Linked DNA regions of Mus musculus: region 1 is linked to region 2. The links are chromatin contacts, called in public HiChIP or PLAC-seq maps. All regions are on one chromosome and are shown on one strand. The core of a region is the stretch at or near the end of the contact, and the rest is flanking DNA. Distances in the headings are between cores, read along the strand shown.

What was found. HiChIP or PLAC-seq counts read pairs in DNA pulled down with a chosen protein or histone mark.
Region 1: an H3K4me3 HiChIP or PLAC-seq map of embryonic basal ganglia shows a contact between it and region 2, with 2.7 times the contacts expected there. The contact joins two enhancer-like sites. A contact is called at or near these places in 1 of 39 promoter capture datasets (hippocampal neurons), 1 of 484 Hi-C or Micro-C datasets (bone marrow-derived macrophages), 8 of 115 datasets of contacts at active chromatin or transcription factors (T-cell acute lymphoblastic leukemia, embryonic basal ganglia, embryonic limb bud and 3 more) and 1 of 9 other capture datasets (embryonic stem cells).

Annotation. Positions count from the first base shown.
Region 1 is chr15:40,112,031-40,118,357 of GRCm38.p6, reverse strand. All of the region lies in intron 2 of Gm33251 (predicted gene, 33251), which reads right to left. Among named protein-coding and RNA genes, the nearest start is that of 9330182O14Rik, 19 kb to the left of the region's middle. Within about 2 kb of position 3,972, at least 61 of the 459 cell types and tissues checked have an H3K27ac peak or open chromatin away from gene starts, as enhancers often do. A contact at or near this core is called in embryonic basal ganglia and embryonic limb bud, where this site is marked.
Region 2 is chr15:39,905,498-39,911,555 of GRCm38.p6, reverse strand. All of the region lies in intron 1 of Lrp12 (low density lipoprotein-related protein 12), which reads left to right. Among named protein-coding and RNA genes, the nearest start is that of Lrp12, 35 kb to the left of the region's middle. Within about 2 kb of position 4,270, at least 129 of the 459 cell types and tissues checked have an H3K27ac peak or open chromatin away from gene starts, as enhancers often do. A contact at or near this core is called in embryonic basal ganglia and embryonic limb bud, where this site is marked.

The sequences.
Region 1 (6,327 bases), core at 2,723-5,222, 210 kb before region 2:
TACCCATGCAGCCTTACCTTACACTTTGATGGAAATCGATTTTTTTTCTGATTAAGAACTAAATGTTCTTTCTGGAGAGGTGTAAAGCCAATCTTAATTTATGTTGCACGTGTAAATCTAACTCAGAGAAGCACATTTCAGAGTTAAGTGTCTGTAAAAACTGGAGGTCACTTCCTAGTCTCCTCAGACACAGAATGGAGGGGAAGAGAAGAAAAGCAGCTCTGAAGACAAAGAAAATTTAGGATTGCTTCCCCTCTCTCAGAATGGACTCAACCCCTGCTGGCAGAATGAGAGCTTCCCTGTGTGGTTCCAGATAGGTAGGCAAGAAAGATCCCCTGATAGCCACAGCCATGAGGTCTAGCCAGAGGAGAAAATTCACTTCCATTAGCAGATCCCAGCAGTCCAATAGCAACCTGGTTGAGCATTCTATTCATACTAACTTGGTTAAGAAAGAATCCCAAAACAATGCCAGCTTACAGATGTAGAAACCAAGGCACAGAGAACCTCAGTAACATCTCCAGTGTTAACAAAGGGTGAAATTGGGCCCAACGAGAACCAAAGTGAGCCTTTTAACCATCAAACCAGAGGATGCTAAGATGTACAAACTGGTACTTAAGTGGGATATAATGTCCCCAGGCTTGGCTCTGTCTTAGGCATGTTCCATAAAGACAGTCATCAGGAAAGACATTTAACTGGCACATTTATCCCAAATCATCTGCAGACTGTATTATTATTTTGTCTGACATGTCAGTTTCTCCTCCTATATCTCTCAGGCCTATTAATGGTATCCCTACTGCTTCAGTTACACTGTCTGGAAATGTTCATATCTGGGTTCACCCCCCACTTCTCCTCTGAGGCCCAAATTAGTTTCCACGTGCTCTATGGCCCTCAGCACTGACTTCTGCTCTGCAGTTACAGTATGTCTCCTCTTCAGTTACTACAGCTTCCTTTTGTTTTTGTTTTTTTGTTTGTTTGTTGGGTTTTGTTTTGTTTTTAAGATTTATTTATTTCATGTATGTGACTATAGTGGTGCTGTCTTCAGACACACCAGAAGAGGGCATCGGATCCCATTACAGATGGTTGTGAGCCACCATGTGGTTGCTAGGAATTGAACTCAGGGCCTCTAGAAGAGCAGTCAGTGCCCTTAACCACTGAGCCATCTCTCCAGCTCCTCATGGACTCTTCTATTTGGGCGTCTTCCTTGAGTTTTCTTTTTCATGATGACAAAATCATTGATGGGGGTTGGGGGGGTGAACGGTTTGCTTTTCACCATTCCTTTCAGAGGTGTTTGGACAATCAGCACCAGCACCACGTTTGGAAAGTCCAGTGGCTCCCCCTAGGAAATACTGCTGTTTCCACTCTTGGCTGGTGCCTCAGCTGGTTCACACTCTCCCTTACTTCCTACCTTCTGCCAGGCTTCTCTGCAATCGCTATGACCTTTCCTCGTATCTGAAATGACCTAGGTCTCAACCCTCTTATGCCACATATGACTTTGCCCTTTAATATTGTAACAAACATATAACCCATTTTAAATTGTAATTTTTCTTTTCCCACTTGACTATCCGTCCCACCACCACAACCAGCAATGTCACCAGCACTGTCACCTCTCTATTGTTTCTGTTTCTTGGGGCAGAAGATTAAGTCATGCTTCACATTAACCAGTTTGGAACCCTATTCTCATCTATCTCAATGCTGTGTCTCTCCACTACAGACTCCCTGACAGACTCAAACCCCACCCTCTTCTAAAAGGTAGTCCAGAGCAGCGCAGCAGGGGGTGGGAAAGCCTGTCTGCTGAATGCTTCCTTCCCCTGCACAGCAAACAGCTCTGTAGGTAAGCCAGAGAGGCTGTACCAGCTCCTGATCTTGCTGAAGTTACAAAACTTAAGAGCACCATCAGACCCTTGGAGTCAGGAGGAAGTAGTCTCCTGACCCTCTCCACTCATTGAGCTCCTAGCGGCCATACTCTCTTGTAAGCCAGGAGATAGATGGGCTGTTGTCAACTGCACTTGTGACTTCAAATAATGATGTCATCTCAGGTGTCACACTAACCTCCTCAAAATGATTGTCCTCTTGCATGCTCCATCTATATACAGCTGTCTTCACTCACAGACATGTTAGCCTGCTCTACCTGCTGTAGAGAGATTGAGCCTTCCAGGCTCGCATCCCTTCCATCCCTCTGAGCTCTCTTCTGCTCACTGTCTAAAGCTTGCCATCACCAAAATGGAACCTAACTTTTTTTTCTTCATTTTTTCTTTACAAAATACAGTAACTAGTATCATCCCAAGTAAATCAGAGGCCCTATATACTCAGGAACTAGATGCTATCAGTAACTGATTAAGGACAGACTTTCTCAGTTTAAAGTTGCCTTGAGTAACATTCATTATACATGTAGTCCTTCAATGACTTCTCAGACAATTGATCCCAAATGAATCAATGACTATAAATCAGTTTCCCTTCCCTTTGTCATATCTTTCTACATACTAGCCCTCTGAAATTTCTTTTATATTTCAGTATTATATATTATGGTATTTACAGATATAAAAGTATATTGTCATCTCACATTGAACTTGGCGGTATTGGCTGTATGTGACATAAAAAGACAATTTGAAATCCAGGTAACAGAATTTATGCTTACTTTTTTTAAATGATAGGGAACTTAGGCACTTGAATCCAAAGTAATGAAACACCAATTCCGAGCTTTATCAAGACTACAAGTTCAGCATATTATAGACTAAGCCGCTTTGGAGCAAGGGATGGCTTTGTTAATTTTCTTTTTCCTTTACCTTGCTGCTGCTAAGCCTTTTATGGCTTCAAGGGAGGAACATAAACTCCATATGAAATCAGTTCCAGGCTGGAGAATTTTCAAATGCTCCTAATTTTTCACAAGTCACATTTCAAAATGAGAGAACATTTGCATATTCAACGTGAAATCCCATGGAAAGCCGCCTCCTTGCCCAGTTTTAGAGAGTAATTATTTCTACACTTCTGAACTGGCAACACCTTCAGAATGTCAGCTCGGATGCACAATAGACATAGGTATTAATTAGCCACTCTAATTGCGGGACTTGTTTAGACTGATCGAGTGATGCAACAAACAGCTTCAATCTGTTGGTTGGATTTTTCACGAACAACTTAAGAGTCAAACAGGAACTTGTTATGACTAGTATACTGCACAAACACAACTTGCAATTGAGAAAGCCCTTCTGTGTTCCCTGAATAGAGGCCCTCGCTCACAAAGCTGGCTCTACAGCCAAGTCTGCCTCCAAAGGTACTTAGAAGAAAGGCCTTTCTGTATCACGGTGGAAAATCAATACCGCATGCTGGAGGGGGAAGGTGGAGAGTTAAATCGTCCTCTTCACACCACACAGGCGAGTAAACACCACCGTGGGCTTGGGTGCTTAGGACGCGCAGCACAGACCACCACGAACAGAGGCGTCCCCAGCTCAGAACAGAGTCGACCTGAACAGCTAGGCAAAGGGGTGCCCTCAGCCCTGACGCTGGCACTGCCTAGCCCCGTGCCTCATCTAATTTGATTTCAGTGCAACTGCGGGTCTGTGTGCGCCTGCAAAATTGCATAATTTGCCATTTCCCCAGCTGTTATCCAGCAAAGCTATTCTTTGCACACCGATTTGCCTGGCTGCTAATAAGCCCACAGGCAGAGGCGGAGGGAAGTTTGCGTATCACTAGGTGTCCTCAGCTTTTCCTATCCTCGAGATACCCACCCCGCCCACGTGTAGAGACAAGCAAGGCCCTTCTTCATCTAGCCATCTACACTTTCTGAGAAAGACATCGTTTTTTATGGCCCTTTTGCCTAAGCTGACTATGCCTCTTGCTGCCCCCACCCACCCACCCCGCTCCGAATCACAGGCTTCCCCTCTCCCCCCCCCCCCCCCGCCTCTCCCGGGCTGTTCTGTTATTTTCCTGAGACACCCTGGTATTTCTGGCTTCGCCCCACGTTGAGTCAGATCTCAGTAGGGTTGAGGAGAGGTTCTAGAGTCATTATCAAAGCCAAAGGTAGACAGGCTCTGACAGCTTTTCACGGCCCACTTCCTCGGGTTAGTATTTTTCCGTTACACTGAGGATAAAAGATAAGGAGTCTCTCAGATGTCCCTTTTCGGAGAACAGTCTGAAAATGGGACCTTGGGAATATAACGAACTGCTCATTCTCGGGGGAAGGAGACATTCATAGCTTCCTTTGTTCTACCACAAAGCTCCCCGTACCCTTGAGGTAGATGGAAGGCCATGCTACCCAAGGCACACTCCAGATGCCTGAAAAGCACAGCAGGCGGGCACACACTGGGGACCCAGCGGTGGCCTGGGCTGAAGTCAGGAGCAGGCCCCCTCCTGCGGTTTCCATCAAACTCTGTGAGCTCAGCGGGAGCCAAAGCCTCTCCACTGATCTGTTCAGCTATTAATCAGTCAGTGTAAAATAAGATGTAATATGCCTTGATATTAAACTATGCATAAGTGCTGTTGGGTTGTAGCATAGGAAAAAAAGGGGAAATCTGTTCTCAGGTTTATGCCACGAACATACTTTTATTACTTTTTAGTTTTTTTCAACACAAACTAATTGTATCCCCCACTACACCCCCACCAGAACACACACACACACACACACACACACACACACACACACACATCCTCTATTACCTAGCTACATCCCCAGCCTGAATTCCACTGTAAAAACCAAATCACTCTAATAGCTTCATGATTGCAAGACACTTATGATGTTTATGCAACACACCGCATTTCTACCTACTACTATGCATTTTTTCAAGACTGTTTTTTCTCACTTTAAAATGGGTATGCATTCACATATTTCTGCAGAGAGAATATTCTGAAAATGATTCTCAACCAGTCTATTTCATTGCTTCTTAAGCCCAGATTTTGAATATTTGTACCAAAAACTCTGGGATACCCCAGTGTATAACTATTGAATCCCTTACAAGACCTTTCACCTTTCGATTAGTCATGAAAATTGGTCTGCTTTACTTTACATGAGCGCAATGGCCAGCCTTTGCATATCTGTCCTTGTGAGATCATTTCCCCTTGCTTGAAGCTATACCACTTCTTAAGGCAAGAAATTCTGTGGGGGAGGATACCCAGTTCATCTTGATTCCTGGGGAAGCCATCCCTCTCCCCATAGGTAGACAGAGACATTTTAATATGTTTAGTACATTTTAGTACTGAGTCGTCAGCGGTTGTTGATTTTTATAAATGAAGTGAGCTTATTTTTAATATGACATTTCCCCCTTGAAAAAATATTCACATATAGCTCAAGTGATTCCTTGGCTTGGCTGAAGAAGCTGCTGAGAGATTAAGTTTGTATTCACCAACATATACAATGACCATTTCAGTTTGTGTGTATAAATGTGCTTTTTGTATTCTAGCAAAATGTCTCCTAGCATCCATTAAGACTGACCCCGTCTCCTTACTCCACCCTTGCCTCCGGTTCTGTTTCCGTGGGTTTGCCTATTAGGGATATTGCAGGGCTGTCTCTCCTACATCTGATTTCTCTCGTGTGACATCTGTATACCTCCAGGCAGCTTCAAAGACTGGCTTTCATTTCTCTCCTCTGTCTTCCCTGGCCTGCCATGTGTTGTCTACACTGTATCCAGTGTGAAATTGCTGTACAGGGGCTGCCTCCTCACAGAGCCTCCACAGGCCTGACTGACAGCCTCAGTCACTATGTTTCAAGCTCAGGGACAGAGCAGCAAAAGGACCCTCAAACTTTTCCAAGGTCCTCAGATTCTAAAATAAAATGTGAGGGACAAATTTAGGTGATCATCGACAAGTAGCAGAAATGTCCCCTAAGGTTAGTCAGTGGGTTTATCTTAGTGGGGTTATCTGTCAGGTTCATTCCAAGATGAATGTTTGCCTTGGACCAAAGGAGATGGCCATGCTCAATCATCCAAGTGTTCAGACATCTGCCATCCACACTGCATTTCCTTCTCGTTAGCAGAAGCAGCAGAATAAGAACACTCTGTGGCGCGCTGCGGTGTACAAGAAATAGCACTGGACGCCCAATGAGAAAATACTGCTGCTGTTTATTTGCTAGTGAACATAACCACGGGCAAGGAATGAAATAATCTAAGCCTGAGATTCAAAAGACGGTTTGTTCGAAATGTCAGCTCGCATTACCAAGTTGTTGCCAAGATTGAAGCCAAGGCGAAATTCAATAGAGAGGAAATTCAATATCTGACATTCTGTGCAAGCTGGACCACAGTCCCCAAATATGAACTAACATGTGAACATGGTGTGGTGGATCTAATTGTGTCTCCTTAAATGTGTGTGCTGAAGCATCTGTGTGATTTAGAGGCAGGATCT
Region 2 (6,058 bases), core at 3,021-5,520:
GCCATACCTCCTAATAGTGCCACTACCTGTGGACCAAGCATTCAAACATATGAGTCTATGGGGCACAAACCTATTCAAACCAACACAAGTGGTATAGCTGCATCTTGAGGTAGACGAGTTCCCACCTTTCTAAGGAACCGCCACACTGGTTTCAGTAGTGGCTGCACAAGTTTGCAGTCCCACCAGCAGTGCATGGGTGTTCCCTTTGCTCCACATCCTCACCACCATAAGCTGCCACTTTTTATAATTGCTCTTAGCCATTCCTATTGGTGTAAGATAAAATCTCAAGGTAGTTTTGATTGGCATTTCCCAGATGGCTAAGTATGTTAAACGTTGAGGTGTTTTTCAGCCATTTAGGTTTCCTCTTGAGAATTCTGTGTCCATCAGCACTCCACTCTTTAGTTGTGTTATTTGTTTTCTTAATATCTAATTTTTGAAGTTCTTTATATATTTTGGATATAAGCCCTTTATCAGATGTGTAGCTGGTAAAAATTTTCCAATTTAGCCTGCCACTTTGAATGATGGTGTCTTTTATCATGTAGAAGTCTTTTAGTTTCATGAAAAGTTGATCTTAATGCCTCTGCTATTGGTGTTCTGTTCAAAAAGTCTTTTCCTGTGCCAAATGAGTTCAAGGCTACTCCCAGCTTTCTCTTCAGTCTATCTGTTTTATGCTAAGGTCTTTGATCCCTATGGACTTGAGGTTTTTGCAGGGTGATAAGTATGGATCTATTTGGATTCTTCTACATGCAGACAGTCAGTTTGAATAGTACCATTTGCTAAAGGTGTCTTTTTTTCCAGTGTATATTTATGGGGTTTTTTTTTTTCACGATTATTCTAACTATCATGGTGTTCTTGTCTGTTTGTTTGGTGTGTGTGTGTGTGTTTCCATATGAAGTGGAAATTGTTTCAAAATTGGTAAAGAATTCTGTTGGAATTTTGATGGGGATTGCACTGAGTCTATAGATAACTTTTGGTCAGATGACATTTTTTTAATCCTACTAATCCATGAGCATGGGAGATCTTTCCATCTTCTCAAATGTTCTTCAGTTTCTTTTTCAAAGACTTAAAATTCTTGTCATACAAGTCTTTCACTTGCTTGGTTAGAGTTACCCCAAGACATTGTATAATATTTGTGGCTATCGTAAAGGGTGTTTCCTCAGTCTGTCATTTGTATATAGGAACACTCTAATTTCTGTGAGTTCATTTTATATCCAGCTGCTGAAAGTGCTACCAGTTATGGGATTTTTCCAGTGGAAATTTTAGGGTCACTTATGTATAGAGTCATATCACCTGCAAGCAAATAAAGGTATTTGACTTCATTCCAGTTTGTATTCCCTTGATCTTCAGTTGTAGTTCTGTTCTGGTTAAGACTTGTTGCTATATTGAATAGGTATGGAGAATGGACAGCCTTGTCTTTTTGTGGTTTTAGTGGAATTGCTTTAAGGTTTTCCCCATTTAAGTTGATGCTGGCTATATATATATATATATATATATATATATATATAGGCTTGCTGGAAATTACCTTTATGTTTAAGAATGCCTGTTGTGTTGGTAATCTCTCTAGGACTTTTATCATGAAGGGGTGTTGGATTTTGTCAAAGGCTTTTTCTTTATTTAATGAGATCATGTGGTTTTTGTCTTTCAGTTTGCTTATATGGTAGATTACATTTATCAATTTATGTTAATCCATCCATGCATCTCTGGGAAGAAGCCTACTTGATTATGGTAGATGACCTTTTGAAAGTGTTCTTGGATTCAGTTTGAAGGTTTCTATTGAGAATTTTATATTATTCCATGTCTGCCACGTGGCTGGTTAGTTCACCTCTCCTCAGTTTCATATGTCAGACTTATTCCATGTCTGGGGTGAGTCTTTCTGTACCTGACTATCTCCTAGAGTTCCAGTCTCTCTATTGGAACTTCCACTTTGTACTTCCTGCCTTTTGCTAATAGGCCATCAGCTTTTTACTAACAGATGACTCTTTTACATAGTGCACAAAAGAGTATCCATGCATTCTATAGTTTCTGTTGATATCCAGCTTTAATACATGGTGGTCAGATAGGATTCAGGGGTTTATTTCAATTTTTTTTTATATCTGTTAAGACTTACTTTGTGTCTGAGTATATGATCAACTTTGGAGAAAGCTCCATAAGTTGCTAAGAAGATGGTGTATTCTTGTGGTTGGGTTAAAGGCTCTGTAAATGTCTCGCAGGTCTGTTTGGTTTATGGTATAAGTTAGCTTCAGCCTCTCTCTGTTTAGCTGGTCTCTGGATGATTGGTCCATGGTGGGAGTCAGTACTGAGGCCTCTCACTATCCCTGCGTGAGGTTTAGTATGTGGTACTAGCTGTAGTTGTGTTTCTTTTACAAACTTGAGTGCTCTTGTTTTTAGTACCAGATGTTAAGAATTCCATTGTCCTCTTGGTGGGTTTTCCCTTTGCTGAGTGTGTAGCATCCTTCCCTGTCTCTTCTGGTTAGTTTGGATTGAAGTCTATTTTGTCGGATATTAAAGTGGCTGCACCAGCTTCTTAGGGCCATTTCCTTGGAATATCCTTTTCCATCCTTTTTCCCTGAGGCAATGTCTATTCTGATTTTAATATTTTAAAATTCACCTCTAAAGGACAAAGTGCTTTCATTCTTAATAACTATTAATCATCTTAGTTTATTGTTAGTTTTAAATAAAACTCCCTCAGTTTTATTAAAAGATCCAGCTAGGTTCAAATTTAAATTCATTAAAGCTTTTTCCAGTTTGTAAGTTCAAATCACAGCCTTTTGAATGGTGTTTTTGTAAATCACCAAATATTCTTTAAAGAAACTGTTTTTACAATTTTCATCCTGGAGTTTGCCAAGTGTATCTCAGTAATGTAATTAAAGATGTTCCCTGTCCTCTGCCTTCTCTATAAATTGATAATCGGATTTAGAACCAAGGTTACATAGCTACTAGCCACAGGGGCTATTTTAAATTTAAAGTTGAATTAACTACAATTAAATCAAATTAACTTACTTGTTATGGTACAGTGCCCACATTTCAAATGACCAATAGCCACATGTGCCAAATGGCTGCCAGAGTTAGATAATGTCTCTGGTGTGTGTTCATCTTTGTAGAAAGTTCTGTGTCATAGTTCTGTTAAGTAAAGGCTTGCTCAAATTCACTTTCCTTGTTGGAGTTCAACTTTTGGGAGCCAGTGTTTGCCTCTTTTTTACTGACTTTTGTGGCTAATGCCCAAGTCTGTTATGTCACTAAACGATGCAGAATACTGACCACAGTTTTAAAGTCACCTCTCACTAGCATGATCCCCCCAAGCTTCACTGCTGCATTAATTTAATTAGGCTGTGCCATTTTGCAAAACTTCGGCAAATGAATGAAGGACTAGAGGAACTTAAATTGAAAATGAGCCTCAGCTATGTGAATTCTAAGGAAGGGATGGGATTCCAGCTGAAAGAAAAATGCTGCAGTTTGTAGCCTGACCTGTCAGCCATCTGGCGATCCCTTTTCTCTACTTAACCATGCCCCAGTGTGCTTTAGAGAAATTAACACCTCACCCCTCAGTTCAGGACTGCCCTGCCATTCCATTTTGCTGTGAAAAGCTGGTCATGTGACTTTGACAACTGTAAACAGAATGGTGGGGCTGGCTTTCTGCCGTCCTGTGGGCGAGATGGAACTGCTGCAGCTGCTTCGTTAGGCTGATTAAGGCAGCAGTGTGTGGCCAGCAGGATTAGAGCGGTTTGGGCTCACACACAACTCAAGTGTAGAGTTCAGAAGACAACTTGCAGGCGTCAGTTCTTTCTCCCTGATTGGTTGCCAGGGATAGAACTTACTTGCTTACCTAACAGCAGGCCATTGGGGAGAATGTGCTGGCTTGCTGTCAACTCCAGTTAAAGCACTCGGCCCTGCCATACGCTGTGGGTGTGCTGGCTGCCTGGACCTTTATCTGGAGCTCCACCTGAGACCTCGTCCACACTCAGAGAAGAACTTCTTCAGTGGGTGACCTAGAAGTGTTTTAACTTTTGCCTTGTAGCAGCTCTTGATCTGTCACATATGCAGATTAGTCTAAGAGAGGGACCCTGATGCACATTTGGGGGTAATCTTTTTACAAGGTTTCAATCTATGATGCTCGGAATAGTGCTGTTGCCTCTCTAGTCCAGTTTCTGTTCCCCTGGCCTAGCAAGGTGTCCCTGCTCTGCTGGGTGTTCATGGACCAGGAAGTCTCCAGGCAGAAATCCTGTGCAGTAGCAGTGCTCACCTGATTTGTTCCTCTTGTCTAGGCAATCTCCAACTTACATCACAGACTGACATCTCGTCCCTGAGTTAGTTAACCTTTACCCCCAGCTTCTTAAACTGTTCAACAACTTACTGGCATGTTGCAGTTCCTGTCCTGACCTATAGGAGGAGCTCCGTGTGAGCATCTTAGTTTTGTTTATTTTCTTCTGGGTACATCATGGTCCCTTCACATCCCACCTTTCACCAATTCTCTGTTTTCTCTCTTGCATTTTTTTTTCAAATAGATCTGTAATTACATCATGTATAGGTTCACATTTCTTATGCAATTCTCAATGTCTGTGGTTTCCAATTGAATTGGCTGATATGGGAAACTAGTGAACACACCATTCTGTGTTTTGATAGAAAGTCTCTCATTCCGTCCTGAGTAGGACACTTGCATTATTTTCTCAAGAGAGTGTCAGCCCTTTGGGAGCCAGGACTTTGCATACTTCTTACTTAATGTCAAGTACTCTTTATTTGAGCAGCTAGAGACTGAATATCTCTATTTATGTCATGTTCTGTGCTAGTCCCCAGGGTTCAAAATAGCTGAACCCAGCTTTATCCCACTGCTGCCCCCAGCTTCTTCCTCCAGCTCCCCACTCCCAAGAATAGGACCTAGTGGGGTGTGTGTGTGTGTGTGTGTGTGTGCGTGTGCGTGTGCGTGCGCGCGTGTGCATGTAAGTCTAATAACTAACTGCTGTACATACACACATTTTTATTCCCCAAGAATGATAAGGAATAAGCAATATTTGTTCTCTCATTTTCTATTTTTTATATAATATGAATAATATTTTTCAAGAACTCTGTGCCTATGTATAACAAATTCAGTCCTTGTTTAAGTGTACAGAATTTATCTGTCTGACCTGTTCCTGGAGTTTACAGTTTTACTTACCCCTAGACTTACCAGGGTTTGCATACACATGTATGTATGTAACATGGCTATATAAATATGAATGTTGAAGGCTATATGTACATGATTTTAAAGTTAAAATTAGATCATAGTCTAATATTTTGAGACTTTTTTCAAAACTTTACTACATCTGGCTACTTATTTCAGTTTCTTAAACACTTTATTATAAAGCTCTATCAATTTACACGTTTGTACATTGATAGATTTAGACAGTTTTTTCTTTTTAGGATTCCATTAAGCCCTGTGATGGGTTTCCTTGTCTTAGGGATAATCGAGGCACCTGTGCTCACCTGCGCAGCAGGCGACAGTGCTGGTGTTGAGGGCATGGCCATCTAGTCCAGAGCCCGTGGCACCCACTTCTCTTCCTCAGCCTGTGCTTGTTTACTGTCCTGGGAAAAGGTTTAACAGAATGTATGTCTAACACTAAAATCCAGTTTTATATTTGCCCATAAGGATGTCAGAAGCACAGCTGTAATTTGTAGCTGTGCATCATAGAAGGCCTAAGCCAGACCTTGCCTTGCTGCTCCAGCTTTCTGCTCATTCGGGTTCTCGGGGCGTGGAGTGCAAAGGTTTGGGCAGTGGGCGCTGCCTTTGACAAACTATGGTAGTTGCTTTATTGAATGTGTTTCTCATTTTGTTTCTTCTTCTTTAAAATAAGTAAGTTGTATGTGGTAAAACAGTGGATGCACACTTGCTAGTGGCCCTACGATTTACTTGGCTGGGCAAAAGAAATGGAGCATGTATGGTGTTGCCCCACAGTGTAAAATAAGTGAGCCAGATTTGCATTCACTCCTGCTGTATTGTTTCTGAGGCAACATAGCAGTTCTTTTCATGTGATTAATAGAGCTATAGTTGACTAAGTGTGCTTTTCTTAGTATTATCTTATTCAGT